2 separate regions of the Mus musculus genome follow, and region 1 is linked to region 2. The links are chromatin contacts, called in public Hi-C maps. All regions are on one chromosome and are shown on one strand. Each heading gives the region's core, a stretch centred on a gene start, on an enhancer-like site or on the middle of the called end of the contact. The rest is flanking DNA. Distances are from core to core; before and after follow the strand shown.

Region 1 (5,882 bases), core at 2,741-5,240, 170 kb after region 2:
GCATTAATTGGTAGATTGTTGCTCTAGCTGTAGCTGTATCTATAGATCTGCATGTGATTCAGAAAGGCCTTTGATGGCAGGACAAGGGAGAGGACATAACTGTGTACTTGGCAAATCTAGACTTCTCTGATCTCTGACCCTAAATTAGCCTGTTTTGGACCTTAAACCCGTGACTCTGAGTACGTGTGCTGACCCAATCTAGGTGGTAGGAATCACCTAGATTCAAGCTCTGACTCTTAAACAACTTCATTATGTGATTTAAAAAGAAGAAGAAAAGACAGGTTAGTCTAATCTCTGGGGAGAATTGCAGAGAATTGCAGCCTGTACTCCTTATTACTGAATTCAGGTTTAGCAGCGGGCACGCTTTTAAATCAGGGTGGTGGTTGGTCACAATCTTTAGGTCATTTTCCTAGTCTGGCATTCTGGGAAAGACATTTGAACTCCTCCTGTAAGTTACTAGGAAGCCGCTCCACCAGAGGGAACCTTCTTACGTGTTGTGCCTCCCAGGGTCGGGTGGATGAGACTCACTGAGGTTCCATAACAACCTGCCTAATACCAGTCTGCTAGGCTCCTCAGGCAACTGAGGAAGCTGGAGTGGGCGTGTGCTCAGCTTTAATGGTCCGTGACAGGAAGATCAAGGCTTCTGTAAGGCGATGACTGGGTTTCCTGGCTTCGCTGGCGTGTCTGTAAATCTTTAATTATCCCAGCCTCTGAGAGCAGGTAATTCCTAATGGAAATGACATCAGGAATCAGCAGTGTGCTGCCCGACACCAGTGCCATCCAGTTCTTCCCCCTTCCTGGTCCTAGTGCTTTATTTCATGTGTCCCTGTGAAAGAAAACGTCAATACATTTTGACAGTTTAATTCTTTTGAGACAGGGTTTCTCTGTGTAGCCCTGGCTATCCTGGAACTCCCTCTGTAGACCAGGCTGCCTTAAAACTGAGAGATCTGCCTGCTTCTGCCTCCCGAGTGTTAGAATTAAAGACATGCGCCACCATCCTAGGTTTGGTCTTCCTTTTCTCAGGCATGGGCCACCACCGCCCTAGGCTCAATTTCCCTTTCCTTAAGGTGACTCCTTTTGCATTCAGCTTCTAGTCTTCATTGGGAATTGGAAACAGAGCAGCTGCTGTGTCCCCCACTGCTGGCTCAGTTCATAGATGTGACACTACAGGTCAAAGGACTCAGACTTTGGGGAGACGGCTTCTGGAATCAGTGAAGTTGGGTTTACTCCTCTCAGGAGAAGCGGAGCACAACAGGAATGCATTTTTGAGCCTTGTGCTGGAAAGAGACTGTGCCGTAGGCCCCGCTTACCTCACCGCATGGGCATCTGGAGTACTTGAGTCTAGTTTTCATAAAAATCTCAATCCAGTTACAGCCACCATTTGGATAATTTCCCCCCTGGGGAGGTGATAGATCTCCTTTTATTCTTTATTATTTTTTACTGCCATTTTCTTGTCTTGCTCTTCACATCCAAACTTGTCACCTGGTTCTGTGTCATTACTTTTAATTTCTCTTCTCTCGTGACCCCAGGTGTCCTGAGGTTTAATTTGATTTATTCCTCCCATGTTACTTTAGATGCTTTTATTAATTTAATTCCAGGTGTGAACAGGCCACTGCTCTGTGTTGTGTAGGACACCACCCTTCTCCTTTCTGTCAGCTTCCTTTTCTGTAGAGCGATGTCTAAGAACCCTCTCTAGACTTAAGACCCCTGTGAGGACTTCCTTTTCTGCCCTTTACTAGGAACAGACAGCTTTAAGCAGAACCCTTGTAAACCTGTTTCAGTGTTAATTGGCCCTATGGTGCAGACTCAATGCTGTTGTATTCCAGAGCTCAGGGGCCCCAACATTTTCATCTCTTGTATGTTTATTGACAACTGAGAAAGTAAAATCCACCTTTTCACTAACTAACAGGCAGCTCTTGCTTTCAACTTGGCACAGATTTTTAATTTTCAGTTTTTGAGACAGGGTTTCAGTCTATAGCCTAGACTGGCCTGGAGCTCAGTCTGTAGCCCAGGCTGGCCTAGGGCTCACAGCAGTCCTGCCTCAGCCTGCCTGTGTGGCCATCAGCGTGAGTCACCATGCTTAGCATCTCCATTTGAATTCTTAGAACAGAAAATGCAGCAAATCAGAAGTCTTGAGGACTCCAAGGGCAGCTCTTACTTAAGCGTGCATGTGTGTGTATGTGTGTGTGCGTATGTGTGTGCGTGTGCATAGCCTAGCAGTTCCGAACTCCAGACTTTGTCATGAGAGCACATTCCCCAGGATTGCATCTGAAAAGCTTCACGACATATTTACATTTGTATGTTTCCTGATTTTGGAGGGCCAGACTTGGCACAGATGACCTTTTGAATGAGTCTGGCTTAGCAAACCTGTCCTGTAGGTGTGGGGAGCCATTAGGTCCTCCCTGTCCCCTGTCCTTTGTAGAAGATGTCCAACCGCAACCTGGGTTTGTATTCACACATTCAGGCCAGATATTAAGTGGCAAATAATATTTAAAGCTGAGATCTGCCCTGGGTCTCCCAGCTGTGGAATTCCACCTAGACCTGAAATTCAAACAAACTTAAACAGACACATGTGAGCAACGGAAGGAGGGAAACTCAGAGAGGGGATGTGAGGGTGTGGAGGGGGAGTGCAAGGACACGGGACATTTCCTGTTGGAGCTTTCTAACCTGAATAGTGTGTGTGTAAACGAGCAACTTGGGTGTAAGTGGCCATTTCACTTGAGTGTGTGGGTATTTTTTTATCTTGAAATCTAAGTGCATCTTGAAGTATCTTTAAAATCAAGGAAAGTGGGGAGGGACTTTTGTTTGCTTTTGCTTTTGTTTGCAATTTCTTACATGCAGGTAAGAAGCATAAACTAGGTAACTTTTTGATGGGCCTTAGAGCAAGCCGAAGGGAGAAGATTCAGGCAGATTTCCTCACCGTGGGGCTCCTCAGGGACCTGCCTAACCGGGTCCAGACAGCACCTGCGGTGAGAAGGGCCCCATCTACATTTATAGAACTGGAGCAACTGGCCCCCTGACCTTCAACCTTCGGCCAGTCATTTAACCAGCCAGTCATTTGCATTGCCAAATGAGAAGAGTGGGGCCTCTCCATTTATTTACCGACTGTTTTAGAAGCCTTGTGCCCAGCCCTGGAGAAAACATAACCAGTAAAGCAGCCATAGCTGGCCAGAACTGCGCAGTCCTCTCTCGGGCGTGTCAGAGTTAGTGGCCTGGGTGAGCACAGGCCCCATCATCCTTAGAAAGCTCTGGATGGTTTTTCTAGTGTGAACCCAGAATTCAGCACCACTGCCCTTGATAAAGCCCAGGTAAGCCTCACACTGAAGACCACAGCTAATGTGGAAGGCAGAGTGCTAATGCTCTTTTCTAATTGGCAACCCCTAGTCTTTAGCCCTTATCTGGGCCTCTCCCTTCTCTAGGCCTTACCTGCTCTGTCTTCTATGCCCTCTGGGATCCTTTTTTTTTTTTTTTCTGGACAACAGTTGACTAATGTGACACTGATACATACTAATGGATGCTGCTTGTCTCCTGTAAGGTTCATTCTTTCCACTTAACACTTCTAGAAAAAAAACAACAACATTTGGTCATCTATGGATTTATGTATTAGATAGGAAAAGAAAGTGTGAGTAGGCAGACTCCACCTACCCCAGGGCTTGGCCCTGCTTTCTCCTTCAGGCAAGGCCCTGCGTGAGCAAGACCGTTGGGGTGAGATGTGTGCAGGGACTGAGCGTCTTCCCTTCTCAGGCTCAGCCTGGAGCCAGCTTTGTTTGGTTGTCAGGCACAGTTACCTTTCCTGTGGAGCTGGGAAGACCTCACTTCCTTGTCTTGCTACAGGTTGCAGACATTCTTTTTGCAGCTGCTGCTAGCTCCCTCAGTCTCGAGAGCAAAGGTTAATCCCATTTTGCCAGGAGTGACCTGAAGTGTGTCCACTCAACCACCAAGAAGACACCACGTACCACTCTGCATGCCACCTCTTTCTTGTCTATAACAGCGTGCCTCTAAGTTTCCCTGGAATAGCCTGTAGGGTGTTTCCATTCTCTTTCCAGAGAGATACAGTGTGCCTTAGTAGGCCATTTAGAAGAGAATCTTAGAAACTTTCCAGATCCTGCCTGGTCCCATTTTCTTGGGCTTCTATATTTGCAACGTCACGCTTGTGATGACTGGTATTCAACAATGAGTGTCTCTGTGTGTGCATGTGGTACCGAGATTAAAGGTGTGGCAACACCTTTGCTTCAGTTTTATCCTTCTGAGGGCTTACTTACACAGTCCTGTCTATGTAGCCATCATGGAGACTCAATTGTGTCCAGCAGAGGGCGCCCTTTCACTTAAAATCGCAGAGTTCCTTTTCCTCCAGGAACTTAGTTGATTTGGTGGTTGCTGTATTCCCAGCATGTGTTGAAATATCCAAGCTGAGTGCTTTGAGATGTGTCCTTATATTGCCTCGTGCATTTCTACAGATGCAGATGTTTACTGTGTAGATGAATTGCCCACTACACCTCCGATTCGATTCCCTAGTTGGTAGGCAATCTTGTAAGTTGCTACTTCTCTGTTAGTTTCAATTATATTTGTTATGTCCTTGATTGTATTTGTAGGTAATAAAAGACAGTGTTCTTGAAGAGGGAGGTCTCTTAAGGGGCAATGACCTGATACCTGCCCACTTTTAAGCATGGACATAGAGCAAACCTTTCCACATACACACTCCTAACCCTACCACTGTTGGCTTGCTGATACTGGCACGGGCAGTCTGGAGGATATATGAATATCCTGAGTTCTCGCCTTCTGGTGCCGACATGTCGTTTACAGCACAGTAGCTCAGTGCTTAGCAGGGTGTGAGCTTTGTGCAGTAAGAGGCCTTAGAACACTTTTGATGATAACTCCTCACGCCTAGCACACAACGCAAAAAGCAAACATTTGCAGAAGGAAGTAGTAGTCACATTTTAAACGTGCAGGTGACTGTATAGGCAGATTCAGGACTTGAATAGAGTCAGCTGTGCCAGATACGGAATGAGGATCCGCTCCTTCAGGTGTGCCACCTGATATTTGTTTTAGCTTAACCCCAGAGAGACTGTATGGATTGAGGCTGGTGTTTTCTGTGTGGTTTGGGGAAGGGTTTTTTGTTTGATTGGTTTTTTTTAGACCCCTCTAGATTGAGTTTGTGGGAAAACATCTGAAGACTAGCTGATGGTAAAGCCTGGGATTGTAGCTCAGTTCAGAGCCCTCGCAGTCCCTGACCACTGCCTCTTTCCTTGTGGATGGGGAAGCGGATACTCATAGACTCCATCCCCCTCGGCCATTCCTCCGTTTGTCCCTCCCCTTGGAATCCAACTCGGGATGTCAGCTATGGTAGACAGCGCTCGGCTGCTGGGCTCCTCCCCAGCCAGTGCGTCAGGACCTGCTCGAAGTCTGCTATCCTTCACCTCCTTTGGGATGCTAGGATGGAGAGCCCGGAAGAGTAGATGAGCAAAAGAAAGATCTAGTCAAGGCCAGTACGCTTTTGTTTGTAAGCCACTTTAATCCCCTTCAGTAACCCCAGCCTGGAGTTTGCAGACAGCACCCTCAGCCTTTGTTGGGGGCTTTCCTAGAGCACGCGGACCCCAGCTAAATCGAATCTCATAGTCAGATCAGAGCAGGAGCAGACTTCCTGAAGTCCTAGAAATTAGTATACATTTTGGTCTGTGGTTACAAGTCTCAGCTATATTTCTGCCAAGTTATGAGAGGCATGTGCAGGGGAGCTTGGCACAGGTCCTTTTTTATGACTGGCGACTCTCCTAACAGTTCCCCGAGCAGCTCTGAAAAGGAAGTAAGAAGGAACATCACCCGGGGGTGGGGCAGGAGGGTGGCATCAGGCAAGAGCACCCTGGAGAGCAGGAACATGTGAGAGT
Region 2 (6,142 bases), core at 1,728-4,227:
AGTGGCACCAGGCACCTGGTTCCAGGCCACGGCCATCACAGGGACATGGCTTCTCAGCCCCGGAACTGACAGACACTGTTCAGGAATGTTTAATGCATTTGATGACAACGGAAGGCAAGGCTTGAAATGCAACCGCTGGACTAGAATGTCACCTGCAGCCCAAGAGTGAGAATAATGCAGTGACTGCATAGAAGTAAGAATGAACTCCATGGGGTGGTCCATGGAAGAGGGAAAGCAGAGACGGGGCCGGGGAGATGCTGGGAGGAAAGGTGCTTGCTGCAAGGCTCAGTCTGGTTCCCAGAACTCACAGGGTGGAAGGAGAGAACTGACTCTTGCCAGGCGTCCTTAAGCTTCTACACACAAACATACACAATAATGACAAGTGTTAGGGCTTAAAAGAAAGAAGAGAGTACGTACAGATCTGTTAGGAAGTCTGATGTAGGAGATTAGAAGTCCTAGTTAAAGGGCTCCTGTACTTGCCCAGGTTCTTGGATTTAATGAGGTGAGGCACATGCTGGGCTGTTTGTGGGGATGGGTGTCACTGGAGGTGTTGGAGGTTGGTCCAGGGGTTCCTAGGTATTCAAATGCTAAATGCTGCCCCCAGAATTCCAGTACACCAGTCTTTGCTGTACACTTTGCTCCCAAATGTAAAGCTATGGCTATATAAAAGTGGAAACAGACAATTACTGAGGAGAATACAGGTAGGTGGGGCTTCGGTTACCAGGCTGGAGGTCACAAGTAGGGACCATGATGACAGAGAGGAAGGAAGAGAGGAAGGAGGAGAGAAGGACAGAGAAGAAGGAGAGAGGAGGAGGCTGCCATGAGGCTGGATGGCCAGGAGAAGAGGACCCTGAGGACAGGCTGATGGAGCAGACATAACCCAGGCGAGACTCAGACAGCAAGTGCTGGGGAGTGCAGCTGGGGAACTAACAGTCTAGCATATAGAAAAACAGATTAGGGGTAACTCACCAAATAATTGTGTTAAAGCTGGTATACAAAATTCATAGGGCACTCCTTCAATTATTGGGGGGGGTGTTGGCCGGGTCATATTAATAATGAATAGAACTTATTAAAACCCATTTACATGGATGTTCTGGGTTAACATTCAGATCTATAAGCAACTGTAAACTAAGCCTAATTGTTTAAATGGTAATATATATATATATATATAAATATATATATATATATATATATATATATATATATATGCATCAAATAACTGGTCTAAAAGGGAAGAAGTTTATTATTTGAAAAAGAATTTCTAAGAATGTAGAAGTTTTACATTGGCAGTTCATATTAACCTTCAGCAACTACCAAAAGGGATAAAATCAAATTAAAACCCTAAAGAAGCAAGTCTTTAACCACAGCATCTGCAGACTCATGAAGATTACTTTGAGTTTGAAGCTAGCCTGCTCTACATAGGCCTTCACACACACCAGTAGTCCTAGCACATAGGAGATGGAAGAGGGATCAGGAGTTCAAGGTCACCCCCAGCTATGTAGTTTGAAGTTAGCCTGGTTTGCATGAGACTCTGTTTCTAAAAACAAAACAGTTAAATAAAAAACAGACCACAGAGTAAAACCCTTAAAACACTTGCACAAGTATGAAATGTAAAAATTCTTGTAAAGCAAATTGTGTTCTCAAATTTCTGACTATAGCATTTCCTTAATGGAGATAATGATGCCGCTGGGAGAGAAACCAATTATTTTGGTTCCAAAAATTAGCTGAGGAATCTTTTCCAGGAGTCCTTTGAAACAGACTGAATTTTTGCTTGTTCAGTTGGTTTGATTCTTTTCATTTTGTTTTGGGATTTTGTTGTTGTTGAGGCAGTGTCACTATGGCTGGTCTCAAATCTCTAGTCTTCTTGCTTCAAGCTCCAAGTGTCAGGATGACAGCGTGCACTCCTGTGCCAGACAGCATGCACTCCTGTGCCCAGCATTTATATGGTTTCGGAAATGCTCCTCTTCTAGAGGACCTGGGTTCAATTCCCAGCACCCACAAGGTGGCTCACAAATATAACTCCAGTTCCGGGGGAACTAGTGCCCTGTCCTGGCTTCCCCTGGCACCAGTAACCAAGTGATGCACACTTGTATATGCAGGCAAAACAACTCACACACATAAAATACAAATAAAAATTTAAGAAAAATTGTGCATACATCAAAAGGGGGAAAGGAAAACTAAATTATACACACAGAACTAATGGTTCTAGTCAGCTATTTGATCTCCATTTAAATTGTTTGGATTTTTTAAAATTGGGCCTGGGTTAAAAAAAAAAGAGAGAGAGAGAGAAAATTCGAACATTACTGAACCAAGACTCAAAATGTCTACTGCAGTGAGAATGGCCAGGCAGGGCAGCATTCCAATCAGGTGACCCAGCCTGAGGAAAATGAGTGTACCCGACCTGGTTCAAACATATTTCCTGACCATGCCACTACGTGGTGTAAATATTTAGCAGGCCTTAAATGAATGGCCTGGACCCTCAAACATTTCAAAGAAAATCCACAAAGAATTTGAACTCTGAGCCCCTAGGAAAAAGACACTTTTGTGTGTTCTATATGAGACTAGAGTTGCTTAGATATATGTTTATTGCTTTATGGCTTATTCAGCATGAATGTTTTGATCTTGCATAGTTTCCAGATAATTCAGTCCACGTCAGCAGCATCCTCTAAATGGCTGATGGTGGTGACATCATGAGGAGTGTTCATAATCCTAGAGCTAACGTGACTCTAGTTTGCTAAGGAAACAAAAAAATCATAGAAGTGAAACGCTGCCTAAAAAAAGTCTACCCAGAAGCTGGATGTATGGAAATAACAGAATGTCTGACTGGCACTGAAGCAGACACAGTGATCACTGGAATCGAATTGAAGACCTAGGTGTAAAGCCACTATGGACATCTGATTTTTGATAAAGAAGCCAGAAATACACACTAGAAAAGAGACAGCATCTTCAACAACAAAATTCAAGTCCAAGTGGATCAAAGGTCTCAACATGAGGCCAAGATACACTGAACCACATAGAAGAGAAAGTGGGGGTTTGTTGTGGATTGGTTCTAATGCTATTTGTCTAATTTGGCTCCCCAAATTACCTGATGCTGAGGGTCCCTCCTCCTAGTTGGCTTTGATTGGTGAAATAAAGTGGATGGTGGCCAAAGAGGTGGAACTTTAGATTTCTCAGGCAAGGAAGCAGGAGTGAGGAGTTTTTAGAATTGCCATGACATGGAAAGTGTGTGTGTGTGTGTGTGTGTGTGTGTGTGTGTGTGTGTTTATCTTTCATTCTCAAATCCAGAGCAGCATTCTGGCAGGCAGTAGTGAGAAGTACCCACCAAGCTCAGAGTGGATTAACAATTTACTGCTTCAGGGGATTAGCCTTGAATGCATTGGCCCAGGAGACAACTTTCTGAACAGAACACCAATAGTGCAGACACTAAGATCAACAATTATGAAATGGGACTTCGTGAAACTGAAAAGCTTCTCAGTGGCAAAGGACATGACGGCCTATAGAACAGGGAAAGATCTTCACCAACCCTACATCCAGCAGAGGGCTAATATCCAAAATATATAAAGGATCCACAACTAAATATCAACAAAATACACAACCCAAATAAAAACAAGGTACAGACCTAAACAGAGAATTCTCAAAAAAGGAACCTCAAATGGTTGAGAAATACTTGAACCATCAGGGGAATGCAAATTGAAACTACTTTTTGGGATTTCATCTTACATCCATCAGAATGGCTCAGCTCAGTTAGACAAGTGGTGTTGGAGATGTGGAGTATGGGAAACTTGCATCCACTGATGGTGGGAGTGCAAACTTGGACAGACTCGACTGCCATCAGTGGGGCAGTTCCTCAGGAAGATGGAAATCCATTTACCTCCGGGTCCAGCCATACTCAAAGGACACGCCATTTCCCCACAGGGACAGCTGTGTAACCATGGTCCTTGGTCTCTGGAATCAACCTAGATCCCCTCAACAGGAGGGTGGATTTTTAAATGTTGTACACTTATACAATGGAATATTACTCAGCCTTTTAACACAATGATATCATGACATCTGTGAGTAAACGGAGGGAACTAGAAGAAACCATCCTGAGTGAGGTATCCTGGCCCAGAAGGACAAATATACTGTATATTTGTTTATACATGTATATTAGCTGTTAAGTCAGTACCTAGAACCACAGATGTGGAGTATGGAGTAAGGGACTTGAGGGGACAGAGAGCTCTCCTTGGGAAAGGGAAATAGAATGGATAGTCATGGATGGAGCATAGAGTCATGCAGGAACAGGAAGCTCAGTGGGGAGAGGAGGACACGGGAGGGAATGTGAGGAGAGACAGAGAAAACTAAGGGCCATTTGAGGCATAGTATGGGAACCTCAGTTAGGAAAACGTTGCTAAAATATAGACATACATTAAGGTAATTTAAATGAAGTTTCCAAATAAAGGGAGCTATGGGGCCACAACTGGACATCTCCTGTCAACAAATCTAGTACCAAGATTGGGCTATATCTGAGTTATTGGCCAAAGGGGGATTCCACGGGAATCCCAAAACCACCCAGTCTGTTGCTAAGTCTATAGGTTGCTCTGCACAAACAACAGCAAGGCCCTATAACTGAAGTCAGCACCTACATTGAATGTGAAGAAGTCAAGATGGGGTCTACAGGGGCGTTTACCTCTATGTGCTACAGAAAGGTACTCTGCCCTACCAAAAGAGAAACAAAACAAACATACAACAACAGCAACCTCCATCCCATCCCCACCTCCCCAAAGAAAAGAAGGAAAAAGGAAAAGAAAAAGAACAGAGAGAGAACCAATTTCTGGTCTAATATTCCAGACATGTTTCCTGTGTGAAAATGAGTACTTACTTGAATTAGGGGGCCAGGATGCCCGGTATTCACTGCTTGCTTGATTTCTGGGTGACCGCCCCCCAACCTGGAAAGCCACAGTGATATCAAGAGTTAGCTATGATCAATGGAAGGCTTTACTCGCAAAATTTAAAACACAAATGGAAGCATAAATTCCTCTTCCAGAACATAGGACATAATTAATCTTGCGACATAATTTATCTTAAGAGCATGCACAGCTATTAAGGTTCTCTGGTCTCCAGCACAAGTCCCATCTGTTTTCTCATCCAGAGCCGGCTCCCCTTGGAGATGGGGAGGAGAAAACAGCAGCAGAGATCCTGGGGCCTCAAGAGCCACACTTCCTTACACAGCTCCTTTACATGGCTGCTGAGCACAAGTCACCATGCGTCCCTTCCCTGCTCTGTCACACCACCTCCAGCCATCAGCTCCACTGAGACGGAAGCGCAGCTGCAGCCCTCAGCAGGGTCTTGTATTGCATCATATAAAGGCAGACTCATCAGACCAGGCTGCTCAGGAGCTTGCCCAGGCAAGACATCACGGTGTTACCTTCCTTTCTTGTTTCTTCTGTGTCTCTACGACATGCAGACGCTCCATGAGGCTAGAGATTCCCTGCTCCAGGCTGTCAATGGTGTGATGCTGAGGGTCATGGCCACTGAAGCTGTTGCGCAGGCTGCGGAGAGCATCTCGGACGAGCTGGAGGTCACTGGTCTGTGGCTGAAAGGGAAGTGCTGGTGGCAGGGGACAATGCCATAATATTTCTATCCCCGTCCAGGCCACTGAACTAAAGAGGACTAGTGGGAAAGTTCTTAGGAAAGAGGCTTGAGTTCTCTGGAGGAAAATCTGCCTCCTCACGTGCCTACTATTCACCCACTAGGTAATGCTTAAGTTTTAAAAACTCATGTTTTAAATTTTGGATACTAAATGCCTCACATGTGAAAACACCCTTGCATGTATAGTCAAAGGCTGGGAATATTTAAAGCTTAGCAGCTGGTGATGTCTGGGGCACTGCTCTTGCTTAAGCTGGCTCTCTCTCTAGTCCTAGGAACCTACCCCTCTGTGGGTGACAGTAGTGGCGCCTCTTCCTGCCACGGGAAGGACAAAGCCATTGCGCTGAGAACTGTGACTGTTGTAATTTGTCACCTAGACCATCAAGAAGAAATGAAGGTTGTTAAAGGTGAATTCCAAACCAAGGCACCTTCTGCTTTACGTTCTTCATTCTCTGATGTAGCACGTAATTGCCAGACTCCTATTTATATTACGTGTTATGTGGGGGCTGAGGACATG

Evidence for each region. A called contact is a pair of places that touch in the nucleus more often than the background predicts.
Region 1: a Hi-C map of liver shows a contact between it and region 2, with 2.9 times the contacts expected there. The contact joins two enhancer-like sites. A contact is called at or near these places in 3 of 39 promoter capture datasets (the 3T3-L1 cell line and stem cell-derived epiblast-like cells), 3 of 484 Hi-C or Micro-C datasets (the P5424 cell line, liver and pre-B cells) and 3 of 9 other capture datasets (adipose tissue, liver and pancreatic islet).

Annotation. Positions count from the first base shown.
Region 1 is chr9:50,845,126-50,851,007 of GRCm38.p6, forward strand. No RefSeq gene overlaps it. Among named protein-coding and RNA genes, the nearest start is that of Ppp2r1b, 8.9 kb to the right of the region's middle. Within about 2 kb of position 3,991, at least 55 of the 459 cell types and tissues checked have an H3K27ac peak or open chromatin away from gene starts, as enhancers often do. A contact at or near this core is called in liver, where this site is marked.
Region 2 is chr9:50,676,629-50,682,770 of GRCm38.p6, forward strand. It overlaps Dixdc1 (DIX domain containing 1), which reads right to left. Exons shown (of 20, transcript NM_001374656.1): 15 at 5,909-5,998; 16 at 5,405-5,572; 17 at 4,859-4,925. Among named protein-coding and RNA genes, the nearest start is that of Gm39337, 18 kb to the right of the region's middle. Within about 2 kb of position 2,978, at least 6 of the 459 cell types and tissues checked have an H3K27ac peak or open chromatin away from gene starts, as enhancers often do. A contact at or near this core is called in liver, where this site is marked.